2 separate regions of the Mus musculus genome follow, and region 2 is linked to region 1. A link is a contact called in public targeted proximity ligation data. All regions are on one chromosome and are shown on one strand. The core of a region is the stretch at or near the end of the contact, and the rest is flanking DNA. Distances in the headings are between cores, read along the strand shown. Region 1 overlaps Sgms1 (sphingomyelin synthase 1). Region 2 overlaps Sgms1 (sphingomyelin synthase 1).

The links.
Region 2: a targeted proximity ligation map of trophoblast stem cells shows a contact between it and region 1, with 12 read pairs. A contact is called at or near these places in 7 of 130 datasets of targeted methods (the HPC-7 cell line, embryonic fibroblasts, embryonic stem cells and 2 more) and 3 of 9 other capture datasets (adipose tissue, liver and pancreatic islet).

Annotation. Positions count from the first base shown.
Region 1 is chr19:32,240,467-32,243,902 of GRCm38.p6, forward strand. The region is part of intron 4 of Sgms1 (sphingomyelin synthase 1); the gene reads right to left. Among named protein-coding and RNA genes, the nearest start is that of Asah2, 140 kb to the left of the region's middle.
Region 2 is chr19:32,342,802-32,346,293 of GRCm38.p6, forward strand. The region is part of intron 2 of Sgms1 (sphingomyelin synthase 1); the gene reads right to left. Among named protein-coding and RNA genes, the nearest start is that of Sgms1, 44 kb to the right of the region's middle.

The DNA of each region.
Region 1 (3,436 bases), core at 680-3,179:
CCACCTGCCCCTGCCTCCTGAGTGCAGGGAATAAAAAGTGTGTGCCATTTTCTTTAGGACACGCATGGCAGATTTTTATGTAGAATCAGATAAAGAGGGAAGCACTGAAACTGGTGGGGCACGCCTCTCATCATGGCACTGGGCAAGCATAGCCTGTTTCAAAACAGTTATGTATTAGTTAACAGGAAACAGGAGTAGGGAGAGGAGGGAGAGGGTGGTAAGGAGTGGAAGAGCAGCATTTCACTGTGACCAAGGACAGGTATACAAGCTAGAATTCTGAAATTTGTATAAGAATGGTAGAACCATCCTCCTCTGTGGGATGCTGAGGTCAAATTCCAGTCCCAACCTGCTATGTGACACAAGTACAAAAACAAGCTGACCCAATTGCAGCCACCATCCAGAGAAGCCTACACTGAGGACACAGCTCACAAGCAGACATACCTTCTAACCTAAATCTGAAATGCCGCGCCGCCGCCCCCCCCCGCCCCCCCCCCCCGCCCCCAAAAAGGAAGCAGCAGGGCCAATAGAAGCCACCACTTCTCCAAGGAGAATGCTGTCACCAGAGCTTCAGAATGCCCTTGTGTGGGTGTGAAATGTAAGGACATTCTCTGTAAGGCTGCCTCCTTAATGTCACTGCTGTGTGTAGCCAGTGAGGCAGAGTTGACCAGTCTGTGAAGTCAGAGAGCTAACATCAAGTATGGACTCCTTCATCCTCTAACCACATGATCTCAGGCAAGGTTCACCACGGCTTCAAGCCTCAGGTTGGTTCCTTTCAATGGCCTGCCATACCTAAGTCCAGGATTTTAGTAAAGATTTTAAATATTTATCAGTGGGACCGAAGATGTGGCTTCGTGACCAGGTACTCGACTGGCATAAAAGAGGGGCCTGGGTTCAATTCCCAATACCGGAGGTAGAAGGGGAAAAAATGGTTAAAGTATTTGTCAGGATGGATAGCCACTACTAACTCCTTAACATGCCTGAAGCCTAAGCACAAAGACTTTTAAAATCACGAGTCCCCTCATTTTAAACAAAGACAACAAAGTACGGATGTCATGCTCCTAAGATTCAAGTCTGAGTGCCTCAGGACAACTCCTCCGGCGAGATCCGACAGCCACTGAGTCCACACATGGCGTCCGGGTGGATGGCTTGGGGTTTGTTCCCATTTGGTCACCTCTACAGTACTGGGGTGTCACCCTGGGGCCTTGCGAAAGCTGCAGTCCCATGTGACCTCTATTAAAAAGGCTTCATCTGCTGAGATACTTTTGTGAACTACATAAGACCTCCAGAAAATACCGCGTCCTTTCCTCTCTAGCATCTGCTTCCCTAGCTTTACGCTGGACAAGGTCAGAATGACAGCAGCCACCACAGCAGAGCCTGCATCAGAAACAGAGTATATTTCAAATAAGTTCTCATGACAATAATCTCAGCAGAGCGATGAAAATAGTAAAAGGTGAAAGTATTAATATTTAATCCTAATATGATACAAAGTAAGACCGTTTGAAATAGGAGTAGCACATATTTTAAAAGTATAGTTCCACAAGAATTAAACAGATGTCTTAAAATCCAATCTCAAAAGAAGGAGGCAGCACACCGTACCATTTCCAGACAATGGAGTACAGTCCAGGTAACACACCTACCACCAGGTCCGAGGCAGCCTCAGGGACGAGCATGTTAAGTACAAAAGCCAATGGAAGCCTATTTGGAGGGCACCCACTGGCCAAGGTTCAACACCATCTGCTCTGTCCCAAGAGAAGTTGCCTGTGAGGTGTCCAGTCAGAAGTTCCCTGTCAAGAGCACCTGGCCAGAGTCAAGCTTATCACTGCTGCTTTCCTTTTTGTCCCCTCAGGCAACCGGAAGGACCATCAAAGAGGCTGAGTCAGAGCTAAGGAGTGACATTCCAGGAAAAACAACTGTCTGGCCTGTGGAAAGGACTGGCTCCACGCCCACTGAGCACCTGTCTCTGACTCAGGGTCATCCAGATAGGCATGGCAGGCTCAGGCCATGCTCTCCCTCGTTACCTCTGACAGCTACGGTTTCACATCCAGCAACTGGCTCTTTTACATGTGTGCTGGTTTCTCAGCCAGGGTCATGTCAGGTACTAAGTTTCCAAGCCAGACAATATGGTACACTCCTATGAACTCAAAGGTGATCTCAGACCAAAGGGACAGACAGTTTAAGGCTAACTTTGAAACTGCATCATAAAATCCCAAAGCTAACCCTAACCTTACACGTGCAGGAGGCTGGCTCAGTAACAGTAGCAGCATTATGAGGGTAAACAACTTGAAAAAGAGCTGCAGTAGCCCCTCCCCCACACCTCACATCTTGTGTCTCAGCTTTTTGATTTTGTACTTCCTTCATTTTTATTAGCATAAAGCACATATAATTCATTTTCCTTCATTAAAAACTAAATCCTTAACCCTTGTGGTAAGTTTAAATGAGAATGGCTCCCACAAACTCAATGTCAGGTCCCTAGTTGGCAGAACTGCTTTAGGAAGGATTAGGAGGTGTGGCCTTGCTGGAGCTATGTCACAGGGGTGAACTTTGAGGTTTCAAAAGCCCAGGCCAGGCCCATCTCTGTCTCCAACTTGAAGAAGGAGAAGAAAAAAGTAAGCTCTCAGCTACTGTTTCAGCAGGCAGGGCTGCCTACCTACACATGTTTCCACAAACTGTAAGCAAGCCCCCAATCAAATGCTTTCTTTTATAAGTTGCCTTAGTCCCGGTCTGCACAGCCAGAGCTACAGAAAAGTAACTAAACACTCAGCTTCTCTCTTCCTCTTTCCCTCCCATTTTATAATCCATAAGGCTCTAAATCTTTTTGAGGTTCATCTAAAGCCGATGGTGAAACGCAAGGCCATTCTAAGCCTCAATCACAAATTATCAAGACGCCATTCCTGAACCTTGCACTGAAATAACCAGTCTACTGAACATGACAACAGGCTTAACTCCCCCTCCCCTCTGGGTGCCAGGGACGGAATCTAGAGCATCACAGATGCCAGGCATGCGTGCGCTCAACTGCCCAATCACACCCACGCGTACTGAGAAGAGACAGCTCAAAGGACAAAGATGCTCCACTTTGGATAGTTGTAACATCTTTTAAGAGATCACGTTTGGCCCATCATGGTGGAGCAAACCTTTACTCCCAGTACTTGTGGGAAAGAGACAGGCAGATTTCTATAAGTTCACGACCAGCTTGCTGAGCATAACAAGTTCCAGGGCAGCAAAGGCAATACAAAGAAAGAAAGGAAAAAGGAAAGAAAGAAAAAGAGAAAAGAAATCATGTTCCACCTGCAATAACTAAAACCAGAGGTGCAAAAAAGCAGCTGTCCCAACTAACTATACTGAGACAAAAATGTTAAACCCTAGACCCCTCTTGCCACTGTAAAAGTATTCGGTTAAAGCTTCAGGTTAATGCAGAGATCTACATTTACGTAATATA
Region 2 (3,492 bases), core at 45-2,544, 100 kb after region 1:
TTATCCATGGCTAGTTAGCCTATTTAAAAAAAAAACCATTCTGTCCTCCTAAAGCTGCTTCATATATGCAGAGACCTGCTCTCAGAATTAAAGCTAAAACTCCTTTCCCTACCCATTGGTAGTCTGAGACTGTGTGCTTTGTGGGAGCATTCTCTATGAATAAAACTCACAAGTTTAGCCCAGCTCCCTGGGCTGTATTTATATCTAATCTCTTTGGGCTAGGAATGTCCTTTGTGGGTGGTCAGCAGCAAATAGATTTAAAGTCTATTATTCTGCTTGTTATGGGAAACAACTTAGTGTGTCTGCTGCATTTTAATCTAAGGATTATATGCTTAGCCTCTGGAAAATTCATTTTAGAAACATCAATAAGAATCTTTTTAAGCATTTTTTTTTAATCAGGAGGCCTAATTATCATTTACACATTTATTGGTACTTAAGGCCCTGACATAAAAAGCCTTGAGCCCAAAAAGGCGAGGCAGCTGTTGCAGACTTAACAAGAAGCCAGTATTCTCCTGGGACCATCTAAACGTATACCACACCTTGAAATAGAGTTAGAGTGGATGCTCGCCCTGCAAGTGCGTTTGACCAAAGCCTGATGCTGCAAATCCTGACCTCCTTTTGTCGTTGGTTTATTTGGTTTGGGTTTAGGTTTTTAAGACTTCCAAATGGACTTTAAGTTAAATGAGCAAATACATTTAGTGCCTCTCTTCAAAATTCTCAACACAAAAACCATTATTTCTTTGAAAAAGGCATAAATCTTCTAGAACAAAGATAGCAGAAACCAGATAGTAAAATCTTCAAGATGTTTTAGAGGTGAAAAATGAAGACAATAGACTTAGCAGACCAAAATAAGACACATCTTCTAATATGTGGAGCCCCATTCTGCCTCAGAAAAGACATTCCAAAACCATCAGGCATATAAAACATCTAACGTGAAAGACAAAAGAAAGGGGAAAAAGTGCAACTTGAAGCAAAAAATGGTGCAGAAAAATAAAATTTCAAAGGTAAAAAAGTTAATCTCTGAATATCTACTTAGTTTATGAGACCACTCAGGGGCTATCAGCAACTGAAAATAAAATAAACCTGATAAATTAACAACTTTAGAAGGGTTCCAAGAAAAATGTAAGTTATCTTTGGGAAGAGGCGTTCAGAGGCAAGTCAAACATCCTACAGCAGGTCCAGAAGGAAGCTGAATAGACAATGAGGGAAGCCAATACTGCAGCCCGGAACATAAAAACAAAAGGAATGAGCGGCTCCTTCCTGGTGCTGTGAACTCTGTGCCTTTCTGAGCTCTGCCCAGGCGCAGACAGAAGCAGGGCTCACAACTCCATGCTACCTACAGTCCCTCCCTGCAGGTGAGTCTGCCTGAGGACTCAAGATAAACAGCCACTTGACAAAGCAATAGCAGAGAGAAGAAACACCATACTCTGTACTCAGCTAAGTAAGTCTCTCCTTAAACAAGACCCCGCACCAGCAAAGGGTGCAGCCCACATTGGGTTTTCTTGCTTCAGTTAACCAATTAAGAAAAATCCTCCGCAGACAGGCCCAGCGCCAACCGGAGCCACCCCCTCCCTCTCGGAGGCTCTCTTCCCAATTGCTCCTAGTTTTTGTCACCTTGGTAAACTCATCATCACAGTGCTCTTTGGACACCAGCAAAAGACAAACAAACATAACCGAAAAAGCACATCCCAATCGCGGCAGGTGATCATTAAACTGCTGAATGCTTTCATGAACGATGTCAAAAGACACAATAGAAGAGACCCTGTAAAGAACTGAGAATCGGCAGGCGCTAGTGTTCTCACAAGGAGCCGGAATGCTAGGAGGTGAGCAACGCCCTTCCTATCAACAGCTCAGTGATTTCCAGCCAGGAACTCTACACCTAGCCAGGCAATCAATTATACATGAGTGTTACACTCTCAGGTATACAGCAGCTCAGAAGTCTTACCTCCCATTTGCAAGTTGTTAGAAAGCTTGCAAAATTAGAAGGTAAAAGAAGAAAAATCAGAATATGGGCTGGGGAAAGGAGGAAAGCCAATCAGAGACATGATACACATGGACTACTCAGAGAGGACCTAAGAAAGAAACAGCAAGCCCATAGCACCGCCCACAGCACCGCCCACAGCACCGCCCACAGCACCGCCCACAGCACAACAAGGGATGGCTCCAGGTGTGAGTCCTTCAAGATGAAAGTAGTATGTGTTAAAATACTGCCAGAACCCTCCTGTATAAAGCTGTGGTTACTCATACATGTCTTTAAAAAGTGACTGATTTTTTTTTTTTTAAATCAAGATGCAATGTAGCCAAGCTGCTAAAACAAGGCATTCGTGGGTCCTATTTACACAAAACAAGATAAACCACCAGGTAAGGAATAGCACATAGGGACTGGGCCCTTTAAAACAAACAAACAAACAAAACAACAAAAACAATAGCCTAAACTTTTAAAAGAAGACAATATTGCATTCTACATCAAGCTTGACAACTTGCAAAATACATACTTTCATGTGAGCCTCACCACTTAAACTTAGCAAAGCTGTGCCAGAGACAGGAAGCTCTTTATAGTTAGTTGTATCTAGCAAGTTGATAACACCTGCCGCCATCGGATCTGCAGACTCTAGACTACAGGGAACATGGCATGCTCTAATTGAGTCCTAGACTTATGAACTGCTCAGGACGGGAGGCTGGGGACTATAGAGGGAGGAACGGAACCTGCTGGGGATTGAACCTGGGTTTCTCTCTCTCTTGGACCACTTATTACACATCACTCTGTGTTACATCACGTGGTATATATTTTCAAATAGTCAAATTCATGGAAACAGCAAAATGGTTGACAACAGAGCTTAGGGAGTAAGCAAAACCAGGAGTTGTGTGGTACAATTAGTGTTTCGCACAATCAAAGAAAATGAGGCTATCAACTTGGAGGTGGGGAAGGCAATCAATAGATGCAGAGCTTGGGAGGAAGGAAAGAGAGGGACGGATGTAATTCTGTTTCAACTAAAAACATGTTTTAAGGTTTTAAAAGAGAAAATACCAAACAGGATAATTAACCAAAGAGCTAAGGTGTTACCCAGTCCACGGAGGCTAACGATGTTTTGCTGCTGAGATTACAGAAAATGAGGGTGACCCTGCTTTCCCAGGTCAACAGCAATGAAGTAACTGTTAACATACAATCCCACATTGCTCAGCAAGGCAAAGGCTCCACAGGAGCTAAGAATAAAGCCGGGGAGAGTTAAATCTAAGAACCTACTACGGTTCCCAGTCATTTGGTAAGTTCAGGATTTGTCTACAGAATTCAAAGTTAATCCATTTACCCTCTGAGTACGTGTGCATTTGGAATGCAATTATGATCATAAAAGCAGGCGTTGAAATCAATACTCAAACGTTACCACCTCCTCCTGTTAAAGAGACAATAACAAAGGAGTGTTTGGACACTAGGAGTGTAGTCTCAGTATGTGAGACTCATCTGGAATTCCTGACAGTATCTCATTGTAAATG